Regions from separate parts of the Ovis aries genome. Here region 2 is linked to region 1. Evidence: chromatin contacts called from public Hi-C data. All regions are on one chromosome and are shown on one strand. Each heading gives the region's core, a stretch centred on a gene start, on an enhancer-like site or on the middle of the called end of the contact. The rest is flanking DNA. Distances are from core to core; before and after follow the strand shown. Region 1 holds the start of GPR84 (G protein-coupled receptor 84). Region 2 holds the start of HOXC10 (homeobox C10).

Region 1 (5,879 bases), core at 1,904-4,403:
GGCCAGGCCACAGAATGACTATTCCCTCTCCCCTCCCCGCCCTCTTCCCCCTGCAGGGCACGCTGACTTTCTCCAAGGAACTGCCCAAGTCCCTGGCCGGCGGCCTGCTCCCCAGCCCCCTGGCGGTGGCTGCGGTGATGGCAGCGGCAGCAGGCTCCCCGCTGTCTCTGCGCCCGGCTCCAGCCGCACCTCTTCTCCAGGGACCGCCAATCACCCATCCCCTGCTCCACCCCGCCCCCGGGCCCATCCGAACTGCGCACGGACCCATTCTTTTCTCCCCCTACTGACCTGAAACCTGACCCCTGAACCCCCTCCCATTCAACCCCCCTCACCTCCAGCCGGGACCCAGGCCTCCGGGCGCCCAGCCCGCCCCTCCTCCCGGCACTCCCTGAATGATCTCTCTCCCTCCCCCCCACCCCGAGGTACGGGGTTCCAGGAAAGGGGAGGGGTAGCGGGGGAGGGGGGCTTCAGAAGGGGGGGAACACCCCAGATCTCAGGGAACCCCGCCCCCTGCCCTTCCCTCTCCCCTAGAAAAGGGGGGGCCGTCTCACCCCCGAGCCCCCTTGGAGACACCCCCCCTCCCAAAAGCCATGTCCATCCAGCCCTTCCCCCCCAACCTAGCACAAAACGGGGTTCACAAGCCATGGTCGGGGTCCAGGGGGCAGAAATGGATTTTCTTGGCAATAAGCGGACTCTGGGACTCCGGCGCCCCCTACCCCCAAACTGAAGCGCTTCCGTGATCACCCCTGTCCTCTGCAGGGGGAGGGGAGCAGGCGGGATCCTGGGTCCCTCATAAGCACTTTGGTTTTACCGCCTGCAACCTCACTGTGCCCGCCCCGCATCATGCCCCAGCCCAGGTCTAGCCGGGCCCACGGGCAGCACTTAGGGGCATCTCTGGCATTTGGGTGGGACCAAGTAGATGCCCCTATAGACCCATTCCCTCACCTTCTTCCTTCCCAGTCCGGATTCCATTCTTTTCACCAGCACCCATCGCCCAAGGGGTACCAAGGGGGGCAAGGGGTGTCCAGTCCAAGCCCACCCCCGCCTCGCCTTCCGCAAAACTGTGAGCAAAAAGCAATAGAAGCCTCGCCCCCGCCCCGCCCCTTTCCGCAGGATTTGCAGTCTGTAGCCTCCCCCATCGCAGCTCCTAGACCTCACGGCTGTCCCCTCCCCCCAGACACCTCCACTGCACAATTCGGGCGGGGTCGTGACCTTCCCTCCCTCCACCCCCTGTGCTTTCCGTATCGTCAGCCCTCCCAGCATCGACCCGGGAGAGGGACGGGCCCCACTGGCCTTCCCCTCCACATCAACTCTTTCTGCTTGACGATGTAGCAACCCCGGCCCCCCACCCACGTCTTCCCCTTTTCCCAGTCCCTGACAATAAAATCTGGATTCGTTGCCCTCCGTCCCCCAGACTCAGACTCTCAATCTTTGCCTGCTGTTTTGGGGAGCAGTTCCATCAGAAGGGGTGTGTGTGTGTATGATGGGGGTGGGAGGCGGGGAACGGCACCCAGGAAAGAGACAGGAGGAGGAGGGGGACGGGAAAACCCGGCTGGGAGGAGGCAAGATTCGAGGCTTGCGCAAAGCGAGCAATACTCCCCATCCCACTCAGCCCGACTCCGGCCTAGCTCAAGTGTCAACTTGGCCCTGGGGAATCATTTCGAGTCCAGGTCTCGGATTGCAGCCACGGCTGTTCAGAATTCGTCGCAACTCCACCAGGCGGCGACAACGACATGGAAAAGAAAACCGCGGGGCTAAGACGCTCCAGTGCAGTGTCGGCGTCTCGAGGTCCTAGGGAGACAGGTGTCAGACCCGGTCTCAGACAAAGAAAGGATCCAGACTTTTGTGCCTCTAGTGGGAAACCCACGCCAGCGACACTCAAAGCACGGGGAGATGGGAGGAGGGACCTGGGAATCTGAGCTCTAAGCTCTACTCGGCTCCAAATAAATAGTGACCTTGCGGTTAGTCCTCAACTTCCCCATCTGCAAAATGAGCAAGTTTGGGTCTCTTAAAAGTTCGTTTGATTTCATGGATCAACGACTAAAGAGCTGGGACCGTGCTGTTTACAATACTAGAATGCCTTCTCATCTGGTTCCCTATGTGGTCTGTTGGACAGGAAGGCGCACTTCACTAGCTGCCTCTCACATGATGCTGGGGGGAGGGGTCTGCGGGGGAGGGGGTCTCTCCATCTTCAGAATTCGGGTCAACCACACACTCCCAAGAGCAGCCAGTGATTCTGTGACCCCCTCCCTCCCTCTAGCCCGGCAGGGCAGCAAAAAGGTCAACAGAAAAGGACAGACCAGAATCCAGCCTCTACGTGGGCTCATCCTGAGTCGCATCTACTTTGCTCACTTCCACCTCTAGGCACTTTCCAGTCTTGCGGAAGAAAGGGGGAAGGAAAGTGGGATGAGGACTCTGAAAGAGGAAGATGAGGGAAATCGGGCCTCTCGAGTTAGTTACCAAGTTGGGGGTGAGAGTTTGCTACAGGTTCAGAAATAGAACCCAACGAGGAGTTTGAGGGGTTTTTTGTGCGTGTATTTGTTTTGTTTTCAGGTTGATCTAGCTCAAAAAAGAGCCTAGAGATCTAGAAATCTGACGGGCAGAAGTGGCCAGATAGGAAAATGGGCGGAGAAAAGTAGGGCTGGATCACAAGTGGAGAAAGGTTGGGGGGGCTGGAAGAAATTTAGGTTAGAGGAGCAAGGATATTAGCATATCCCGCAGGTACCTCAAATCTGGTATAAAACTGAATTCATTATTTACCCCCTTCCTAAACCTGCGATACTTCCCACATTCCCTATCTCATTGATTAAGAGAACCACTCCCACCTGGAAAAGTGGGCGTCCTTCTAGTCTTCCCTCCTAACCCTTTTTCCTATGAGTCATTAAATGAATCCTATCTGCCTCTCAATAACCTATGGATCCTGATCATTGTTCTCAATTCCCACAACCACTGTCCTAACCAGGACTGGCTACATCATTTGTGGTGTCCAGTGCAGTAAGTAGTAAGGAAATTTCAACAGAGAAGCCCATATTTCACTAGTTAAAGCCAAATGAGTAGGACCGGAGGCAAGGGAGGAAGTGGCTGAGGTTGGGTAACTGGGGAGTTTCTTGTTCTTTCAGGCCGGTATAATAGGAGCAGAGCACCTCTTGTTTGAAGCCTGACTGCCCACCAGAAAGGACTGTGCTTTGAGTGAGTTGAACTTCTGCTGAAGAGAGATTTGAAGGCTGGGAGACTCAGGTGAGTACTCTTGTGGTGGATATACTTTTATATTCTCTGTCTCATCTCCCAGGTGGGAAAAACAAACAAACAATAAAATAAAACTGAGGCCTGTTATGTGTGTGTGGCAGAAGGGACTACAGACAGATAGGACTATTCTGAATACAGAGGAGAGGGGACTGCTGGGTGGTCTTAAAGGACAGGGGAGAGTATCTGGAGGGATATTGAAAAGGCCTGGAGATGGGAGTAGACAGAAACTTCATAGATAAAATAGATAAACATTTGGGAAAATCTTTGAGAATGGGAAAGAGGAGGTTGGGGATCTTGGGATGAAAAAGCTTGGGAATGGCTCAGGAGCTCCTGGAACAATTCTGGTGCCTAGAAGCCGAGAGTTATTCGAGAGATCTGAATTCAAGGTCAGGTTGTGACTTCCTCTTCTCCCCACCCCTTTCAGCTTCCATCATGTGGAACGCTTCTGACATCAGCTTCTCCTGCTACCATGAGTCTGTGCTGGGCTATCGTTACGTGGCAGTTAGCTGGGGAATTGTGGTGGCTGTGACGGGCACCGTGGGCAACGTGCTCACCCTGCTGGCCTTGGCCATCCAGCCCAAGCTCCGTACCCGCTTCAACCTGCTCATCGCCAACCTCACAGTGGCTGATCTGCTCTATTGCACCCTTCTCCAGCCCTTCTCAGTGGACACCTACCTCAACCTGCACTGGCGCACTGGTGCCACCTTCTGCCGCATCTTTGGGTTCCTCCTTTTTGCATCCAACTCTGTCTCCATCCTCACCCTCTGCCTCATCGCCCTGGGACGCTATCTCCTCATTGCCCACCCTAAGCTCTTTCCCCAAGTTTTCAGTGCCAAGGGCATAGTGCTGGCACTGGCGAGCACCTGGGTGGTGGCTCTGGCCAGCTTCGCTCCCCTCTGGCCAATCTATATCTTGGTGCCCGTAGTCTGCACCTGCAGCTTTGATCGCATCCGAGGCCAGCCCTACACCACCGTCCTCCTGGGCATCTATTTTGTGGTTGGGCTCAGCAGTGTCGGCGTCTTCTATTGCCTCATCCACCGGCAGGTGAAGCGAGCAGCACAAGCACTGGATCAGTACAAGCTGCGCCAGGCAAGCACCCGCTCCAGCCATGTGGCTGGGGCACAGGAGGCCGCGCCTGGTCGCTTCCAGGAGCTGGACAGTGGGCTGGCATCAGGAGGGCCCAGCGAGGGGATTTCATCTGAGCCAGTCAGTGCTGCCACCACCCAGACCCTGGAAGGAGACTCATCAGAAGTCAGGGACCAGAGCAACAGTAAGGCAGCTAAGCAGATGGCAGAGAAAAACCCTCCAGGAGTGGCTGCCAAGGCCAGGATGACTAAAGGAGCCCAGAGAGCTCAGGACTCTCCATCAGAGTTTGGGAAGGTGACCCGGATGTGTTTTGCTGTGTTCCTCTGCTTCACCCTGAGCTACATCCCTTTCTTGCTACTCAACATCCTGGATGCCAAAGTCCAGGCTCCCCGAGTTGTCCACATGCTGGCTGCCAACCTCACCTGGCTTAATGGCTGCATCAACCCTGTGCTGTACGCAGCCATGAACCGCCAGTTCCGCCAAGCCTATGGCTCCCTCCTGAAACGAGGGCCCCAGAGTTTCCGTAGGTTCCATTAAAACTGTGTCCCCAGTCACCAGAATCTGGGATTGTCTCTTCCAGAACTAAGGTGGCCAGCTGTTATAGGAATAGGTGAAAGTGAGACCTGTGGGAATTTTCATGGACAACCACCCCCCAAACTCCCCAAACCCAGCCTCTCCAACCTTCACTCAACATTTCAGCCCTAGGTTGCTCAAGATGCATTATTAATTATTAATAAATGAATTCTATCCTCTTCATGTTCAGGTGTGATCTGTGGGGAAGAAGAAAATAGGCCAGGGTTGGTTTGCAGCTGGAACCTAATAGTTGAGGGTTTGGGGGGACATAAGTCAGAGCAGAGGCAGGAAGCAGAAGACCAGCTGAGGGGTTTCCAGGTGTAAATCATGTGAGTTGGTTTAAGAAGATTAGCTTGCCTCTTTTTTTAAAAAAAAATCAATTACCATTAGCTTACCAGGTGGCGCTAGCAGTAAAGAACCCACTTGTAAATGCAGGAGACATAAGAGACACCAGCTCAATCCCTGAGTTGGGAAGATCCCCTAGAGGAGGGCACGGCAACCCACTCCAGTATTCTTGCCTGGAGAATCCCATGGACAGAGGAGTCTGGCAGGCTACAGTCCATAGGGTTGCAAAAAGTTGGACACGCCTGAAGAGACAGCATGCACGGACACCCTTAGCGGATGCCAGACAACCAATTCTTCTTTTTAAAATATTTTTTAAATTTCGTTGCCACCGATCTTAGTTGCAGCATGAAGGATCTCTCTTTGCGGTGCTCGGACTCTCTAGCCGTGGCGAGCTCTGCAGCATGTAGGATCTTAGGTCCCTGAAAAGGGATCGACCTTGTGTCCTCTGCATTATTACAAGGTGAATTCTTAGCCATTGGACCACCAGGGAAGTCTCTATTAGCCTGCCTTTTTGTTTAACTGAAACTCCAATATTTTAGCCACCTGATGCGAAGAGCTGACTCATTTGAAAAGACCCTGATGTTGGGAAAGATTGAAGGCAGGAGGAGAAGGGGATGACAGAGGATGAG
Region 2 (5,879 bases), core at 2,056-4,555, 340 kb after region 1:
GCAACAGCTCTGGGGCATGCTGAGGGGTCCTCAGACAACTGCCCTAGCCAGAGACCTAAGGTCAAGGGAGAGAGATCCTGAGGAAATGCAGCCTCCTGAAAATCTCCTGCCTCGTCTATGCAGATCTGCATGTGTGCATACACATGTGCATTTCTGCAGCGACACACATTCCTCCTCATATGCACACACAGGGATATGCACATGTGTGTCTATTTATATTAGGAGATATTCTAAATATACTGTTTATTTCCCTTTCCCTCATGGATAGCTTCTTCCCCTGGCACACATTCTCGCTGAAATGAACCTCATGCAGCAGAAGGGACCTTGGCTATCTTTTCCGGGGAGAAAACCCAGAGTCCAGAGACCCGAGAGGGACACCAAGCAAAGGACTCTGCTGATGCCTCTGTGCTCTATCCCCCTCTATGCCCAATGAAACTGCCAGGTTCCTGGATCTTATCTTGATGTGGAGTGGGGTGGGGGCGCTAGGGGAACCAGGAGGCACCAGAAAAATGCAAACTTGAGGCTCTAGTTTAAAACACTTGAATGTCCTTAATTTTGCTCCCACCTCTGCACTTGCAGCCTCCTTCCAAATTGTTCAAAGGCTCTCCACATATAACTCTGTGCTATTGATTTTTTAAACTGGGGTTTAGGGGAAGGGGAAAAATTACAAGTGCGGAAGTCTGGCCCAAAGCTGGCTTGCCTCTGGCCTGGTGGAGGTACCAAAATGGGGGATGGAGGCAAGAAGGGCACAGGCAGAAGGCAGAGAGGGATTAGTTGGGGCTGGAGGGTTTAGATGGTGTGGGGAATGGCAGGAGAGAAAGGAGAGTCTATCGGGCATGGGGGCAATTTGAGCTAGGAGGTGGGCTTGTTAACCTTGACTTTGCTTTTGGTGGGGCTAGAATGCAGCTTTTCCTATCCTAAATCTGTACCTCAACCAAGCCCATGGTGTGGGGAGATGGTATAAAATTAAACTTCTGTGCTGCACACGTGCCACCACCAAGGCTTCGCGGGTGTGTGTGCCTCTCTCCCCCTCACCTTCAAGAACACACCGGTGCCCATCTTCTGGCCAGGGTCTCCATGGGCTGATTTGCCAGGGCCCACCTTTGATTTGCAGAGGAGACCCAAGAGGGCGAGGCTCTGTCCTCACCCTCTGAAAGAGTGCGTGTGCATGTATGAGAGGGCATGCGTGAGTGTGTGTGAGTGTGACACAGGTCGCTGCCAGGGATGCGTGTGCACCGCATCCATATACAAAGCGCCACAAGACCCAGGCCGCCCTCAGTCTGCTCAGTTCTCACTATTTCATCTGCCTCTGCACCCAAAAAGCCTTTCTTACACACAGCCTCCAGCAGTCAGTGCCATGGGGAGCAGTTTATCCGCCCCCACCTCCTCTGCCAGTTGGGCCTTTTCTGATGCTTTTTGCTCCAACTTTTCATGGAAAACCCCCTCAGCCTCCCTCCACTGCTCCCTTTTCCTTTACATTTTCTCCAGGTGTCAGAGAAGGGTCCTGAAGGCCCTCAGCTCCTTCAGCAGAAATGAATCTTGAACTCTGAGCTTGAACTCTACCTAGGCTTTCCCTCACCAACCAAAATCACAATGAAATCCAACTAAAGCCACACTCCCTTGCAGGAGGAAACAGCTTACTATGCACACAATTTCCCAACCACTCATTTGTAGGCTGCTTTTGGAAACCAATGGGAAAACTACATTTTAAAAAATGCAACTAGAAAAAAAGGAAAAGAAAAAAAATTTCAAAGGGAAGACAAAAAACTTAACATTCCAAATGCCCTGTTCCAACGCTATAGGCGGCCTAGGCGTCTGGGGGAGGGAGGGACGCAGCGGGCAGCCCTTCACCTCCACCTCTTCCGGCCCCAGCCCTGCTGCCCGAGGCCCCCGGCCGAGCCAAAAACCGCAGGAGCCCAAACCACACGCAGGAATCAGATCCACAAACAACAAATCGCGCTTCGCAGGAAACATTTTCAACTGGGAAAACGCAGTAAAGCGAAATCCCCCTTCTCCCAAGCTTCCCTTAGTCTCTGGCCCAAGATCGCCATTTTAAGCTTTTTTGCAAGCTTCTGACCTGAGGGGGGATATCAGCCCCCCAACACAACAACGTAGAGCAAGCAAACCAAAGGCAGCACACACCCAGGCGCGGTCACCCGCCTTGGGCAGCACAAGGCGCCCGCAGGCTGCCCGCGGTGTGCACCACCCCGGTTTCGGCGCCCACCGCCGCTGCCGGCCTTGCACCTCCACTTCGCCGCTTACCTTCCCCAGCCAAGTGACGCGCCACCAGCCTAGCGCTCAGCAGACACGAGTCGCAAGCTGGGGTCGCATTCCCAAGACCGTCCAGGGCCTCCTCGGCCCAACCCTCTCCCTGCCCTCGCCCGGGGCCACGAAGACCCAGTGCCCGAGCGTCCCAGCCGGACCACGGCCCAGGCGGCCTTACCTTTTGCCTCGTTATCGGAGGTGTCTGGGCTGGAGTCGGCGGTTTTGGCCCGATCCTTTTCGCTCTCCAAGGGGCTGCCTTTGGGGCCTGCCAGGTTCTGCTCGGTCTTGATCTCATTGGGACTGGGGGTCTGGCTGTCGGACTTGGGGGTCTCAGGGAAACTCACTTTACCCCCGAGCTGGGGAGACTCCAGATGTTCGGCGCGCGGGTTGAGACTAGCCCGCTGCTCGAAAGGGGCTTCGAAGTCGTTGGCCCCGGCACAGTGGGGCGGCTTGTCCAGCGCGGAGTAGCTCGGGCTGGCGCGATAGTAGCTGGGCACGGGCACCTCGTGCTCCCCGAGGCAGGACTCCTGCAGAGGGTGGGAGTAGAGAGCTGCCTCGGGGCCACTTTTCGCCCGCTTCTCTGCGCTGTACATGCAGCAGACATTCTCCTCCTTGACACTAGGTGGGTAAGAGCAGGAGGACAGCGGCCTGCCAACAGGTTGTTCCAGGCGGTAGGCGGCTTTGGGGTCGCCCCAGGAGTCCAGCTGCGAGAGGTAGGACGGGTAGGTGTTGAGGGCGAGGTTGGGGCTGTTGCCCTCGTCCCTCTTGGAGAGCGAGGGCGCGAGCCCGCAGCCCCTCATCACCCCGCAGTTGAAGTCACTCCCAGATTGCATATACATGCCTGCGCTCCGGCTATAGCGCTCTCCTCCGCCCGGCGCAGCCAAGGGCTCCGCGTATGAGTTCGGAGTTACATTGCGAGGGCATGTCATTTTCAGAGAGAGGGGTTTTTAAGGAGCAATACTACAGCGGAGGAGCTGACATCTTTTTTTTTCCCCATCCGGGAGGGGGGGCGGTTGAAGGGGCGGGAGGGAAAAGAAGGGGAGGGGGGGAAATATCAGCTCCATAATTATCCGCGCATTCGAGCCTCACCATGTGACGGCTAGACCAATGGGATTTGAAAATGGCCTTGATGATTCAGACGGCCGTGACGTCAGCGGGGTCAAGTTGTCGGCAAGCGGAGTGCGCAGCATGGAGTAACAGCGCCACCTAGCAGCCGCCTCGGGGTAGGGGCGCCGGAGCCCTTCCCCGCGAACAAAGGAAGGGCCCCCGGGGCGACGGGGGCAGGAGGGAGGTAGAGGGGGGTGCGGGGGTTCTAGGGAGAATGGGGTTAGCTTACCCGGGAACCAGCCTGTAACTCCTGGGGAGAGGGGGGCGGGAGAAGGTGGGGGGAAATGCGAGAGAGAGTGAGAGCGAGGCAACTCAGGGCTCAAAACAGTCAAATTCAAATTAAAAGGTCAAGACACGATTCAGGTACTTCTTCCCCTCTCCTCACCTCTTTTCCTCGCCTTGGCCCCCGCCCCCACTTCTTCCCTTGGGATGGGAGTGGGGTGAGGTTTGGGGGAGGGCTCCTGTGGGCAGAAAAAGGGAGAGAAAAAGTTAAGGACTCCCGAACAGAACTAAAGTTTCTCCTCTCCTGCGTCCTCCTTCGTCGAGCTCCTTCCTTGGGGCTTAGGAGTTCAGCTCGGGACCGCCTGTCATGGAAGTTGGTTGAGTCGCCAGTTCCCTGCGGGGATTGACGGGGAGTTCCCAGTGTCTGGGCCAGGCCAGGGAGGGGTCAAGACGGCTTTAGGGCTGCGTGGGCGAGGGAGGTTCCGAAGGGGTTTAGGGGTCGCGGGAGGAAGAAGCCGGCAACCCAAAGCGCCGGCACCCCAACCGGGGAGTGCGGCCTGGGCCTGGCTGGGTGGGCGGCTCCGGGGTTATCAACTCAGGGGCTGCAAGGCTTTGGCCTTGGAGCTGGTTCGGCTGTTTTGCTCCGAGCCCTACCGGCCCTCGCTTTCCAGTTGACCTTGCCCCCCATGAAAACAGGGAATATTCCCAGAGATAAAGAGGGAACCCTCGGGGCCGCCTCGAGCGGCTTGGGGGGGAGTCACGTATCAACCGGGAAACGGGAAAACAGAGGCGACGAAACCCGACCTAGAGAAGTATCCTTTACGGAGCCAAGGAGCTGGGGGCATTTTTGAATGGAGCAGAACGAGACTATTTTTGTAATTGTTATTTTATTTTTTTATTTTTATTTTTTGTAATAAGGGGAAGCGAGACATAAGAGACAAGGTATGTTTCAAATAGTTCTTTCCGTTTCTTCATAGCCTTTCTCCCAAAGCGAACTAAACTCTCTACCCCTTCCTCAGGAAACGGAATCTGGAGAATATTTTGTCTTTCCGGTGGCCTCACATTTCCCCCGGTGCCGAGCCTCGGGTTTCGATTTTCCAAAGGACTGGAGCCGGGCCGGGAAAGGGACCTGAGCCCCGGGCGCCCTGGCGTGGACTGAGGAGACTGGATCGCTTCTAGGGAGGCCCAAGCCGGCGGCGGCTGCTAGAAGACGACTTCGGAAAGAAATCCGCGATTTCTTGCATCCAGAGGGCGAGAGAGAAGGCTCAGGGGTTCCTGAACCCCAGGAAAAACTGGAAGAAAATGTTTGTAATGCCAAGGGAGATTTAAAATGCTTTCGTGTTTTCATTTGCAGGGGTCGCAGTGGACTCGGTACAGGGAGTTGGCCCGGGCAAGGTTAGCCTGTTTAGGCCCCAGATGAGACTTGGCCGGCCGGGGCGGCAGTCAATCCAGGGAGCCATTTGTCCCACCACCCACCCCGCGGGAAACGCGGAGACTTTATAGCCACTCTGTTTGTATTATCTGCATAAGTCTTTCCCCACCAGTTTGATCGAAACTGTTCGCTTTTACGAGGACCCAACGAAAATTCCCCGTCATATTTATCAGCCGAGGATAAAAATTTAGTATGGGAACTGATATTTCCTCATTTATGGGGCGATGAAATTAAAGACCAAAGCAATTGAGAATTATATGGCTTTGGGGGGTTCCCTCCCCCCTCTTTCACGTCTCCTTTATTTTCCTGCCTGGTGTGCCTGTCCCTGGAGTTTGATGTCCCAGTCCCTTGCCCTTGCTCCCCATTTTGGGGGTCTGCTGGGCCCTGTCCCCACACCCAGGGGCCGCTTGACCACCTCAGGCTTTTCCTGGTCTTTCTCTCAGTGTTGGAAGCTGGGGGCCGGGACATCATTCCCTGAGCCTCTCTGCCCAGGCCGGGCTGGTATCCGCTGGGGTTGTGGAAGGTTTCCAAGAGCCTTGAAGGGGAAGGGTGTGAGCCTAGCCCGAGAGGGGGCGAGGGAGGCGGCAGAGTGAGGGGGACAAACTCCAGATAACCTCTCAAAAACATCCAGCCCCACGGCTTAACCTGGGGAACCAGCTGGAGGGAAGCAGACTCACTGGGCCTCGTGACCTGTCTCCCAGACCAACCTGACCCTGGTCCCAAACCCACTCCTTACCTCAACCCCGGGTGGGGACAGAGTCGCTTTCAGAATCCTCGGTATTATTCATGGAAATAATCCCCCCGGGGTAGAAGGAACTTCCTACCTCCACTCCCACCTCCTCACAAGAACGAA

The links. Hi-C and Micro-C count contacts between places; a contact is called where the count stands out from the background.
Region 2: a Hi-C map of liver shows a contact between it and region 1, with 3 times the contacts expected there. The contact joins the promoter of HOXC10 here to the promoter of GPR84 in region 1. A contact is called at or near these places in 3 of 16 Hi-C or Micro-C datasets (liver, muscle and skin fibroblasts).

Annotation. Positions count from the first base shown.
Region 1 is chr3:132,191,704-132,197,582 of ARS-UI_Ramb_v3.0, forward strand. GPR84 (G protein-coupled receptor 84) reads left to right here and starts at 3,154. Exons shown (of 2, transcript XM_027967225.3): 1 at 3,154-3,237; 2 at 3,671-5,088. The coding sequence starts at 3,679. The coding sequence ends at 4,869. It overlaps ZNF385A (zinc finger protein 385A), which reads left to right. Exons shown (of 8, transcript XM_042246636.1): 8 at 57-1,408. The coding sequence ends at 287.
Region 2 is chr3:132,526,557-132,532,435 of ARS-UI_Ramb_v3.0, forward strand. It overlaps HOXC10 (homeobox C10), which reads right to left and starts at 3,306. Exons shown (of 2, transcript XM_004006284.5): 1 at 2,444-3,306. The coding sequence starts at 3,194. LOC105611006 (a long non-coding RNA gene) reads left to right here and starts at 3,515. Exons shown (of 2, transcript XR_001039104.4): 1 at 3,515-3,735; 2 at 4,614-5,282.